Linked DNA regions of Siniperca chuatsi: region 2 is linked to region 1. Evidence: chromatin contacts called from public Hi-C data. All regions are on one chromosome and are shown on one strand. The core of a region is the stretch at or near the end of the contact, and the rest is flanking DNA. Distances in the headings are between cores, read along the strand shown. Region 1 overlaps macf1a (microtubule-actin cross-linking factor 1). Region 2 overlaps macf1a (microtubule-actin cross-linking factor 1).

What was found. Hi-C and Micro-C count contacts between places; a contact is called where the count stands out from the background.
Region 2: a Hi-C map of liver shows a contact between it and region 1, with 2.8 times the contacts expected there. The contact joins two enhancer-like sites. A contact is called at or near these places in 2 of 3 Hi-C or Micro-C datasets (liver and skeletal muscle).

The regions. Positions count from the first base shown.
Region 1 is chrLG17:6,253,823-6,260,629 of ASM2008510v1, reverse strand. The region is part of intron 2 of macf1a (microtubule-actin cross-linking factor 1); the gene reads left to right. Among protein-coding and RNA genes, the nearest start is that of macf1a, 83 kb to the left of the region's middle. Within about 2 kb of position 4,754, the one cell type or tissue checked has an H3K27ac peak away from gene starts, as active enhancers do. A contact at or near this core is called in liver, where this site is marked.
Region 2 is chrLG17:6,318,885-6,325,155 of ASM2008510v1, reverse strand. The region is part of intron 2 of macf1a (microtubule-actin cross-linking factor 1); the gene reads left to right. Among protein-coding and RNA genes, the nearest start is that of macf1a, 18 kb to the left of the region's middle. Within about 2 kb of position 4,190, the one cell type or tissue checked has an H3K27ac peak away from gene starts, as active enhancers do. A contact at or near this core is called in liver, where this site is marked.

The DNA of each region.
Region 1 (6,807 bases), core at 3,505-6,004:
AGTTTTTTTATAGTTCATCCAGGCTACATTTAACAAGCTGTTCTCAGGACAGTTTTACCACCAAACCCATTAAGACATCAAGTAGAATCAAAGGCAGACCTGCTGATACAAATGTAGTTTTTATTGGGGGGGAATACAGATTGTGATGTCCAGTAAAGAGGCTATACAGTACATGTCACTACTCAAAAAACCAAGATGATTACTTTTTTCAAATTTGAGTTGTTTTGCACTCAAGGAAAATAAAACCTACAACATGGACTGGAGGACTGCAACTAATAATTTTTGTCATTAATTAATGTGTTTTATTATTATTATTTAGTCTATTAAATGCTAGAAAACAGTGAAAAACATTGTAATTTTCCCAGGAGACGTTTACCAGACTGATTGTAAATGCTGACGTCATGGCAGCGAGGACCCTGCTGACGCGTCTGACAGCCTGATAATTACAGCTTTTTCAGGAGCTGGGGTCAAGTGCCTCATTGAAAGGCCAGAGGATGGGATGGTGTGTGGAGGGGTGGAGGGAAGATCCTAATTGAGAGATTTCCATGGTAACAAGAACAGCTGGGCTTAAAATTAAAGGCCTGGTTACCGTGGTTATGCGTTAGGGTCCCCTGTATTTGTGTACACTCTTCACATTCTTTGCCCCTGCTCCTTTCATTCCCTCACTTTTTGTCTTTGTCCCTCTGCCTCGTCTTTTCCCATCTACTGACCTCATCGTCTAAGTGTTTTTCTTCTTCTTCATCTTCGTCTCTCTCTCACGACCCTATAGATGTCTTGCTCTTTCTCCCTGGCTCTCACAAACACACCTCCTCCTAACCCTCTTTACCGTCTCTCATTCATTCTCTGCTCTGTACATGTGCAGCAAAGTAAGGCACTCACATAGCCAGGGTTTGAGGTTCATCGCCCTCAGGAGTGCACTCTAGACAGGAAACGTCATGGAATATGAGACAATCAGACAGAAGTAAAGTTTGTATAATTTTTTAGCCACGCTAGCAGCATCGCTCCATAGATGGCAGTGCCGGTCAGTCGATCGGTCCACCACTTTGGTCAAGATTGAAATCTCAACAACTATTGGATAGACATTCATGGTCCCTAGAGGATGAAGACTACTGACTTAGGTGAACCCCCCTAACATTTCCTCTGGCACCATCATCAGATCAAATTTTTAATTGCCCAGTATTTTGGTTTATGGCCAAATGCCTCCAAAACTAATTCTATTCAGATCAGCCTCAGCTGTACTTTTTGTTTAGTGCTAATTCGAAAATGTTAGCATGCTAACACCCTAAAACTAAGATGGTGAACGTGGTAAACATTATACCTGCTTAAAATCAGCATGTCAATGGGAGCATGTTAGCATGCTGACATTACTGTAGCGTGGCTTTAAACTCTTAGTCTTGTTTTGATTAAATCAAGAAACCAGGAGGGAAGAACATTTTTAAGTTGTGGAAGTGATCGAACAGAGCCACATTGGAAATTCTGGGTTCACTTCTCTTTTTTCACATCTTCTTTATTTTTGTTTCCCTTGTCACTCCTTACTACCACTCTACTCTGATATCTACTCTCCTGTTTTCTCACAATTTTATTATTCCTCTTTCTATCACTTTCACTCTTCAGTCTGTCTCCTATTTATCTCATGTTTTTGTTTCTCTTGGACTTTGATCTTTTATCTGTCCTTATCTCACCCTCTTTATGCCATGCATTCACGAGATAAAGACTCCTTTTTTTTTCTCTTAGCATTTTCTGGTTGCTTGTCAATTTATCTAAATTAAAATACCATTTTTCTTCTTTCCACTCATTTATCCTCCAGCCTTTTTTTGTTTCTATCCCATTCTCTTTCTCTAGCTCTCTGTGTCCTTCCCTCTCCTGCTCATTAACCTGTGATTAACTAAGGCCCTAAAACCAAAAGAGTTGGATGAAGCTTCTCTTTTCTCACGGGGTCATAAATCTATCGCTCTTTCTCCTTCCCTCTTTCTAAGACTGTCCCCTCCCTCCTTTCCCACCGTCCATCCATGCAGGGCTTTTCTGTGCCATCCTGTGTGACAGCTCTTACACCCTTCTTCCTCCTTACTCCTTCCAGTTTCTCTGAAGGGAAGCATTTGTGTGTGTGTTTGTTGTTTTTTTTCCATACATATGAAGGACCAAAGTTAAGCAGCGATTTCAGGGTGACTACTTGAAAAGTGTGTCTACAAACTGTGTGATAAGATTACCTAGGTGAGTTGCTCACACTGGTGTCAACACACACACGCACACACACCAACATGATCCTTGCTCTTTACCCTGAGGAGGGCTCTGACTGAGCAGTTAATGCTCTAGAGGTCAACATCACTGTTTTCATGCTGCTCCTGAGCCTGATGGCTGAGAATGAGGGAGCAGCAGAGTCAGGTCACAGAGGTCATGTTGGCTTCCTGCTTCTAGCCAGCCTCTGTGTGCTGCATTAAAAACAAAAACAAACTCCATCGTCCATCATGTAAGAAATTAGCTATGACAATGTATATTTTATGTCCAAACCAGAACATCTACAACATGGTGGTGGTTGGGGTGGATGTATGGAAAGCCAGTGACTTTGCGGTTTGCGTTCCGTGTCCCATCAACCGTCAGTGTTTGTTTCCTTTAACCATGGAGGCGATATTGCTCCTAACCTTACCTTAAGAAGTATTAGTCACATGACTTAATTCTTTCCTTAACCAAAGTGAAGGAGATCAAAAAACATTTGAATTTAATAAATGTCATTGAATAAAACAAGGTCAAATTGTGTTCTTTGCCAGTCTATATGTCTTTCTTTCTGATAATCATTATTTCATTAATTATGAACTTGAGAATAATTTCATCTTGTATGATAAGATAGTTTAGTGGGTGTTCGGACCAAAAACAGCCCTGCTTTAAAAGAATGCAAGGGTCTGCGTTGGTGGGGGCCTTTTGCTTCAGGTACTGGTGGTTTATTGCCAAAACCCTTCACAGCGGTTTATAATACTGTGAGGAAAGATTTTATAGCTTCGGAAAGTTATCACAGCAGCAATCTATTTTTTTTTTTTCCATCAAGACAATCGTGAGGTAAACAAAAGAAATACATGCAATGCAGCGCCTTGCCAGGTGATGATGATGTTGCATTTTGGCCAGAGTTGAGCCAGGTTTAACCTTTTTGCTGGAGGCAGAGTGGTCCATTTAAATGAATAAGGGGTCTGTGTTTTTCATGCAGGGCTACTATTGTTTTTTTTTTTTTTTTGCTCACTCACATTTTTTTATGAATAAGAATGTTTTTCTTCATTAAAGTTACTGTTTACTCCTTTTACACATGTAGCACCCAAAGCATTTGTGGGTAGTTACGGCTATTTTTTGCTGTTATAGCTTATATTATACGGCAGACATCTTCTTGATATCAAATGTCATCTGCTAAAATAATCTTTGGTGTGTGTCAGTGTGGCCCTGAGGGAATAGAGCATAGAAGTTAACTGTTCAAGTCTCTGTTCTTTTCTTTTTATTATGCAGGGTGAGAGAAAGGACAGGGGTAATTGGGCTTTGTTTCCTGAAAACAAAAGCTTTGCCACTGCTGTGTGTGTGTTTCACAGAATACACATTCTGTATTCTTGGGTGTGTAGGCTCAGAAACTTTTCCTGTTTTCTCAGCCAAGTAATTTAATTTTGCTATGGAGCAATTCAGGCTTCCAGAAACAGTTGCTCTCTTGACATTTTTGGACTCCGCATCAGGGCCTGTGTCCCAGTTTGACTCCCAAAGTTTAAATGTACTAGCCTGAAGAGTTTTTCCTCATATCTCTCATTTCTCTCACCCACTTTAATTTCCTGAAACACGGCTAACTAGAAAATAGTGTTGCATGCTTTTGTGTTATTAAATCTCTGTTTGCTGAGTGAGAAGGAATGTAAATGTGACTGGTTTTCACAAAGTGTACCTGTGTTTAACTGTAACACAGATTACAGTAGAGCTGTTGAGGAAGGAAGCTTTTACAAGATAAATGTTATCTCTTCTTGAGCTACTAGTTGAAGCAGTGGCTGGGAAACTTTAGCTCTAAGCTGACCTCAAGTCTGTCTCCAGATGGGTCAACTTCCCACTTTTCATCACTTGCACTGACATCTCCTAAGTCATTTGCTGGCACCCCTGTGTTTCGGGGCATCGCGGTCTGTCTGTGTCCCTGTCTGTCTGATGACTCCTGGCTCCGTTCCTGTCTGCTCTCTGGAACGGGTGTAGCGATCCGCTTAGTTCTCCCGTCAAAACATAACTTACTTAACTGTCAGCAGTAACAGCACTGGAAGCCTTTGATGTGTTCATCCCGCACTGAAAGAGACCACAGTAGGTAGCAGAGTGGACATGGTGTTGTCTGCCAAACTAGATAAAGAAGTTACCCACTTACCACTGGCTATCTATTGCCAACATGCTGGGGAACAGCTTAACTTTTTAACAAAAACATGATATATATTTGAAATATATATAATAACATTTCTTTTTTTTTATTGTTTAGTTTGTCATGTTGTACCTTTTTTATTGGACAGCTCATAGCATAGAGTCATATATGTGTATATATAGGTAGATAGAAGGAAGGCTAGATAGAGAGGGAGACAGATATACTGTAGATGTGTAAATATATATCAATAGTCTGCTTATTGGCAATGGAATACATCTTTCTTTTCTTTCTTTGTTTTTAAAACCCTTTTTATAAATGTTTTAATTTAAAAGACCCATAGTTGTCTGATGTAATTTCTCCTGTTCAGCTAACTGGATTGTCAGTGAAGCCTCGATCAGGTCCAGTCATCATGATGTCCAACTCCTCGCTGTGTGATTAGCTATGCCTGAATAACTAACAGTCTGAGGTTGATTGCTTATGCGTGTTTGACCCAGCGATGCCAAATCCATTCGTCTAGATAGAGATAAACTGTGTGTGTGTGTAAATGTTTTACTAACTGTGCTCATCTTGTACTGAACATTAAACAACAGTTTGGGTTGTTTAAGTTTCCCTGCTGGGAATTATTTGACCATATTTCCCCTATGTTGTCTTCCTCCTGAATGGTTACTTAACATAATAGTCCAGAGAAAAATAAATGAATAAAAGAGTACTGGACCTGGATCCAAGTGTGAGACGAAACCTTCTTTGGGAGTTTAAAGCTGTTTAAAAATCAATGCTGCAACACTGGAGGCGAACTGAATTTGCTTCTCTGTAACTGGACCCAGTCTGCCCCCTAACGGCAGAATGCAGGGGAGCTGTGTGTCTCTGAGTTAGTCTCAAAGTTTGGATGCATTTCAAAGTGGCTCCAACTTTCCCTGCAGACTATATATCAACTATTTATCATTTTACTGCAAACAGAATTACAACTCCATCACTCTGTTTCAAGATCCCATAAAACATTTCACAGTGTGTAGTTCAATGGATGAGCACTAGACAGCCAGGTGCTTCACTGTACTGAGCGTACTGCTGATGGAAATATTTGATCAAAACATGTACAAGTATTTGCTCCCTCTCATCTACATCCACCTTCTTCCCTGTACGTGTAGTGTTATGTCTGAAACCTTGTCTAAATGGTTCAGCCACAGGAAGGCAGGTCAGGACGCTGGCGGCCGGTTCATTTTCCAGACAGGAAGTGTTTCTGCTGCATTTCACCAATGGAGAGGTCAGAGGTCACGCAGCTGCCGGGAAACAGTGTGGGAGGCTAGCAGGCGGTGGTGATGTGTCACGGTCACACACCACATGCAGCTGCGTGGTCACTGGAGTCTCAGAATAGCTGTTTTATTCACATACAAAAGCACTGCGTTACAGCATTACAGCAACTCATCTCACTACCCGATTCAGAACCAGGACTGTATCTGTTCAGAAGACTAACACTGTAATATCATGTATGGTAATTTCATAATGGCAGGAAACAACGATTCCTGAGGCATTAGGTTTGTTAAGAAGAATATTTTATATTATTTTATCTGATACCTTATTCTCAACACAAATCTATCACAGCTTTGTCAGTTTCTTTGTTATGATGCAAAAAAGATTGATAGTTACAGTTATTAGAAGAGGCTTGCACAGGTAGAAGCTAGTATTAAATGCAGAGGTGATTGAGTTCAGTCTGGCAGATGGGGCTTGGTCAGAGGAACTGCAGGGATGGAGAGAGGAGGAGATGGAAAGTCAAAATTTTTGTTGTAGCTACATAGACAAAAGTCCAAGGTTAGAGGATTCATCACTCTGTGACCATCCTTTTCCTCATCCTTCTGCCTTCCATCAACATATTTTTTCCTGACTCCTCCTGCAGTTGGCATGTTCCTTACACAGCAGGAATTCTGCGTAACGTCTCATGTTAAATAGGTTTGGGTATGGGCACGACACCTGAGTTTCAGTGCCAATACCAAACCCTTTTTTCTGTTAAACAAAATAAGAATCAGTGTTTAATTTTGTCTCAGCACAAAGTAGCCAATATGAGCTATTGCCTGAACAAAACACTAAAATCAGCAAAATTATGATTTAAATCAGGAAATATCTCGTCAGAGAAGTAAAAGTAAACTAAACTAAGAATCTGACCAAGCATTCAGTACCAGCTTTCAGTACTTGACAGTTTTCTTTTAACCTGTTAAGATTGATACACAGCCCTAATTTGAAAAGGTTTATAAATATGTGCAGTATGGACACAGAGGTTAATAGTATCAAAAAAAAAGGTTCCCGCCACCATCAGCGCGCCTCATGTCCCTCATAAGGGTCAGAGACAGGTGCTAGACATCCTTTTATATCGTTTAGAAGAAAAAATTGTTTTTAAAAAAACAACATATTGCGGCCAGTTCAATACTGTACTACACAGCAGCTTGTGTAAACATTGTTCT
Region 2 (6,271 bases), core at 2,941-5,440, 65 kb before region 1:
TCACTCAGGCGTGAAGGCTATTGTGATGATATTACATTTTACATAATATGGACTATGTGTTCACATTGACCTCAATTTCCATTCAGGCAGAGGCCGGAATGTGGAAAATGAATACATTAGGCTTCTTTACCAATAGGCTGCATGGTTTACAGCCCAGTTACAATATTTAGAATGGGTGTAACATTAGAAGATTCACTTTTTTGATTGTTTATTGATTAGGACGATTACAAGGCACCTCAAGTAAGGAGTACAAAGACAGAGAACCTAGAAAATATGTGGTACAGGTATTCTCTTCTGCCTGGAACATTTATTTTATGAGAGAAAGTACTGAAATAAATGTAAGATGAGGGAAAAGTTGCTTTCCTACGTAAGTAATGGAAGGAGAGAGTGCAAACACGAGGATCTTTGTGGAGAGATGAGTTTTGAATTCATGCTGGAGAGGATAATGAGAGACGCTGCTGTCCCAACTGGACTGTTATTCAGCCTCTCTGGACTGCTCTGCCTGCCTGCTGAGCATGAATGTCAATGAAACCTCCTAACAGCTGCTGTTTTTTTCTGTTTTTATGAATGAAAGTTTGGGGATTTACCTCTTGAATTACAAATGAAAGTGATAGTGAGCCCTAGATGTATGGAGAGAAATTAGCATCAGTACTGGTGACTGGTGTGTTTCATGATCGATAAATAAAAACATGATTTAGAGATGTGCAAAGATGTTATACATAAAGCACATTAAGACATTTGTAAAGTGTTTTAGACTTGTGTGACTGTATATTTCTGTATATATATTTCGGCTGGTTTAGTTTTAGCATAAAAGGAGAAAGGAGGAGGAGTAAAACTAAAAAAAAATGCAGAAAATTGAGATATTAGATCATTTAAAAAGACTGAAAGGATATTTTGATAATCCTTTTCACAGCAAAACTCATGATGACACATAATAAAGTGTGTATGATGCACCATATCTGTCTGTGTGTATGCATGTGTGTGTCAGACTGCAGCAGTGATAATCTATGCACATGAACATCAGGACCCCAGGCGTCAGTGCCTGCATGTAACTTAGACGTCCACCGTCCTGCCTGCTGCTCTCCCTTCCACATTTCTTTCTCTACAGGCAGCTGAAAGGAAGCCTCGGCCCAAAACCCTGTTGTCATGGCGACGTGGTCTCTTCTGTTTCCATGGTTATAAAAGGCGCGGAGAAGCAATGGCGACGATGGTGAGAGAGACTGACACTGAATATAAAAGGAAGGCAAAACAAATAGTGAAAGAGAGAGTGTCAGAATTTTAATTTGGAGTTGGAGAAAAGAGGAGGGAGTTTGTAAAAGAAAAGAAGGGGGAGTAAATGACTGAGTCAGTGTTAAAGGTAATGAAGAGAGGAAAGAAATAGAGTTGGAGAAAGAGGGGGAGGAGGTAATGAGGAGATAGAAGGAGTGGAGGATAAGGAGGGCAAAGTTTAAAGAGGAGGGTAAAAGAAAGCGAATGCAATGATGACTTATAGCTAAAGACGAGGGTGAGGGAGGTCATAAAACAGAAAGAGAAAGAAAACGATTAACAGAAAGAGGGATACAGACTGAACCAAAGAATCACTGAAAACTTAAGAGAGAAATGGGTTGAGGGAGTAAAACAGAAAGAAAAACAAAGTGAAAAACTGCCATGGAGGAAAACTGCAGCTGATGTTGAAAGAGAAAGAGACTGAAAGAGAGAGAGTGAGAGAGATCAAAACAGACACATAAAACTAGAGGGAGTTAAAAAGGACAAGATAAGAACGATAAGAAGAAAGATCAAGAAACGTTTGTGATGTGAAGAAAGAGCGAGGAACTGCCTGGAAGTCAAAAAGAGAAAGACAGAATGAGAGACCATGAAAGAAAAGCACTAAGAGAGAAAAACTGAGGTAGAGACAGTATGTGGAGAGAGAGAAAAAGAGACTTTGAGGGAAGTTAAAAAAAAGAGCGGGAAGAAGATAAAGTAGAACAAAGGGAGGTTTGTTATTTAAGCTAGAAGTCTTCAGTTTTAAATCAGTTGTGTTTATTATGTTAATAGAACAACCAACAAAGAATTAAAAACTTTTGAGGATGTACAAAGAAGTGACATGTGAAAACTTACATCTGAGTTCAGACGTTTGGGAACTTGCGAGAGACAAATTTAAAAAAAAGAACGGTCGAAACTGAAGCAGCAGAGGTTGACATATCCTGATTTTTAATCCCTAATATGGGTCAAGCTCCAAAAACACTGGATCCTCCACTTCCCATAATGCACCTCAGTGACGTCTTTTCCTAGACCTTTCCTGTCTGGTAAATGTCCACATCTTTCAAACTCCACACCCCAGTTAGGAATGCAGCCTTTTCTAGTAAAAACATTATATCCTCCAATCCTAAACCCAGATACCCGAGTGACTTATTTTATACTTACACCCACTTAGTACTTAATTTATTTTCAGATCTATATTATAGTGTATTATATTTTTTGCTAGTACTTCTATTCCTGTGTGCACTGACGTAAAGGCGAGCTGCCATAACAAAAGAGTTTCCCCTCGGGGATCAATAAAGTATTTCTGATTCTGATTCTGATTCCGATGTCACTTGAGTAGTTTTCTCAGACTTGACAAAACTCCTTCAGAGCAACAGAAGACATCCTGTTGTTTTCACAGCTGTGTCGTACTCCCTGTGACTTCTTAATACATGCAAGGTATGTGGTATGCCCCTTTAAGATGTAAAGTGGCTATTTTTTTATGTATGAAACAGGAATATTTGTGAAAACCTAATTTTAAATAGCAAAGAGATAATTGAACGTTATTTCAACCTTAAAATTTAATAAAAAATATTTAAGGTGTCTACGTGAAAACCAATACATCCCAAAAAATTATGTGTGCTTTGGAATCACATGGGTTATCACATGTGACTTTTTTGTAAGAGATAATTAGATATAGTCTAAATCACATTTAGTGTTTACTGTTTTTATAAATTCAAAGATAAACCAAAGTAGATAAAGTCAGTGCATCAAAATCCAAAATACTGATCCGCTGTTTATCCCAAGTTGATACTCGTGTTTCAGGCTATAGATGTGCAAAAAGGATATAGTTCACATACTGAACATACTGTATTCTTTAGAGATCTAATGAGCCTCCTCATAATTGCAGTTTGATGCTCCTTGCTGAAACACAGCTGACTTTGTTTACATGTTGATTTATTGGATTGCGGAAGTCATATTGATTATCTGCATTCCTGAATCAACCCTGGATTTTACACGCGCATTATTCTGAGGCTGTTTTAAATCTTTACATTGTCATTTGAATCCATGACTGAGCTTGCAGTCATTTCTGTAAGTTGAGACCAACGGCACAAAGGTCAGACTTTCCTAAGAATCATATAAGCCACATAACGCACTAATCCAAGTCACACACATTTTAATAATTTCATTCAATCTCCTGCTTATTCCTGGTTATTTGGGGCATTGCGCAGCTTTAATAGGCTGTAATTCAAACAAAAATGCAGGCGTGGATAATCAGATCACATTGCTTGATGTTAGAGATATCTTTCTTTTTGGCTGTTTAGCAGATTGGCAATGCTCCCAACAACATGCACGTAACAGTAACAAAGAGGGTCAGAAATGGGATGTAAAAGTTAGAAAGCGTAGTGGAGATCTGCTGCTGAGGCGTTGGTCATGCTGACGTGTTGAGGACTGTATGTCCTTTTGGCTCACAGAGCACATTCATTGTGCAGCTGGACTCTGCATGACAGCACAGACACACAACAACACACACTCACACACGCATATACATGCATGTGTATACACAAACAGGATGAGACACACTGCAGAAAGAAAACAGTGTGAGTGACAGATAGAGGCAGACAGAGACAGAGGGGACTCAATCAATTGTATGCGTTCTTGTCAGCCGACATTAATACACGTACACGCACAACGTAAATATTTTATTTACTTTTAATACACATCATGAGGTGTGGTGAGGGTAAGAACAGACATTTTTAGTTCCAGTCAGGCCAAGTTTGAGTCAGCGTTTACTGTAATTTCCATTAACCACCACTAGGCGGGGGTTGTCGCACATTGACAGGTTGTGTCCTTTTTCTAGAGGGACCCTCGTGCTCTGTACGTAGATACCACCTGCTTTGTTTGTCATTATACCAGTTAACTGTTAAAAGATGTTAAAAACATCTGCTTTGACTGTAATCTTATGATGCATGTTCATATAGAGTAAATGGTGTTTTTCTCCAACTGATTCATGATCTGCAGTTTACTGGAAATGAAATGTTACTGAGACCTTGAGACCACGGTCACAACAACCTCCCTCTTGTTTGTATGACTTGTGTGTGTATGTGTGTGTGTGTGTGTGTGTGTCAGGAGGTTGCAGATGGACAAAAAACACATCCGCTGGCCTGTTTTGCTTTCGTTATGAACTCTTTGGACCCCTTAATTGCATTGTCATTGGACACTGTGTGTATATACGTGAGTGTGAATGTGTGTATGTGTGTGTGTGTGTGCCAGATTTGGATCACCAAGGTGTCTGTTTGTATTTCCACTGGAGTGTGGCTGATGTGATATGCGAGTCCTGTAATGAGCGGTGAGTCAGGGTGAGGAGACACAAAGAGGACATTAAAAATAATGCAAGACAGGAAGAGAGAAAGGAGGGAAACGAATATCTGGATGCTTAATTAATGGTAATAATTAATGTAAACACATGAGACCACTTGCTAAATGACTGGAAGCATCTAAGACATATCTTTAGTAGTAGATTATTCAGTTAAATCTCTTTTTTTACAGAAGAAGATAAACATATTGGAAGGTTTTCTTTTCCCTTCAACCTGTAGCTTGTTCCCCCATCTGTAATCTTGAGAAAGGTTATGTTTTGTGCTGTGAACCCCAGATTTCTGCCGCGTAGAGGACAGTAGGCTGCTAGCTTCTTGGTGATGTGTTAAGGTTGTGATTCAATCCTAACAGGAAGGGAGGGAGGGGGGAAAGGCTGTGAAGTATAAATGTTTGCTTTGCTTGAACCCATGACATGATAAATACAGTATTTACTGTCCATGCTGGTTTAATCGCTGACTTGTTCTTTCATTTCTTTTTCTTTTCCCCTTTACACCCTTCTTCTATTTTATCTTGTTAGAAGCGGGACGCTGTGTGTGTGTGTGTGTGTGTGCATGGATGCTGGAAATTATTATATATACCTAATGCCAGATCTGTTAGAGCAGCAGTGGCCCACACACTTGAAAGACCATCAGCATTATAGACGCATGCAAACACACATTAATACACACACATAGGCTCACTTTGGCACGTTCGATTAGAAAGAAAAAGAGATGGATTAAAGGCTGGGGTAAGAAAGATAGTGAAACTCAAACATGTAAAATGATGTTTGGCTGTTGCTTCCTATCTTTGTCCTCTTGGAAACGTTATATGGTAACGCCTCCGCTGTCATGATTTCCTTACATCTTTGCGATAATGTGGTAAAGTAGTAAACCTGTCAGAAGAGTGACAGAACAGTGGGATACGTAGAGTTTTGAATGGAAGATAATGGAAACAAGATTGCTGTTGAATAATCCTGCAATTAGTGCCCACTGTTTTTCCCCCTTAAAACCTTGATTATTTATTGATATACACTCAGTGGTAAATTTATTAGGTTCACCTGTACAATCTATTGCAATTTAATACAACAGCTCTACCATAAATTCTACCTTTACAAGGTGTATAATGTTCAGTTTTTGTTGACATTATCAGAATTGTGGAAATTCAATTGTATGTTTATTACTGAAGACATAGTTAATGGTGGTGTTGGTACTGGACTATATTATATTAAGAGGTGTTTCAAATGTTTTGTCTTCCCTATTTACATACATGAGGGGTGGCAAAATATTAGAAACACCTCTAAATATAATGCAGTCCAGTACAACACCACCACTAACTATGACCTCAATGTTAAAACACCTTTTTGACAGTGTAAACAAATTGAACATTATAGGCATCGTAAAAGTAGCCTTTTATGGCAGAATAGTTGTATTGGATTGCATTAGATTGTATTTTGTAAAAATATATTTTTTAAAATAGACCAGAGAGCAGGAAGTGTTGGAGTCAAACACCAGCCCACACACACAGGATAACAGAGTCAATGCAGTGGTTTGAAAGCTGTCCGCCTTGTGGAGCCATTCATGCATCTTTTATATGTATTTCGATCCAATATTGATTTCAACCTGACAGACACATATGCTTCAAACCCTTGTCAAAAAAAGAGTGTGTGTATACATGACGTTTCTTGCTCTTCCTACTA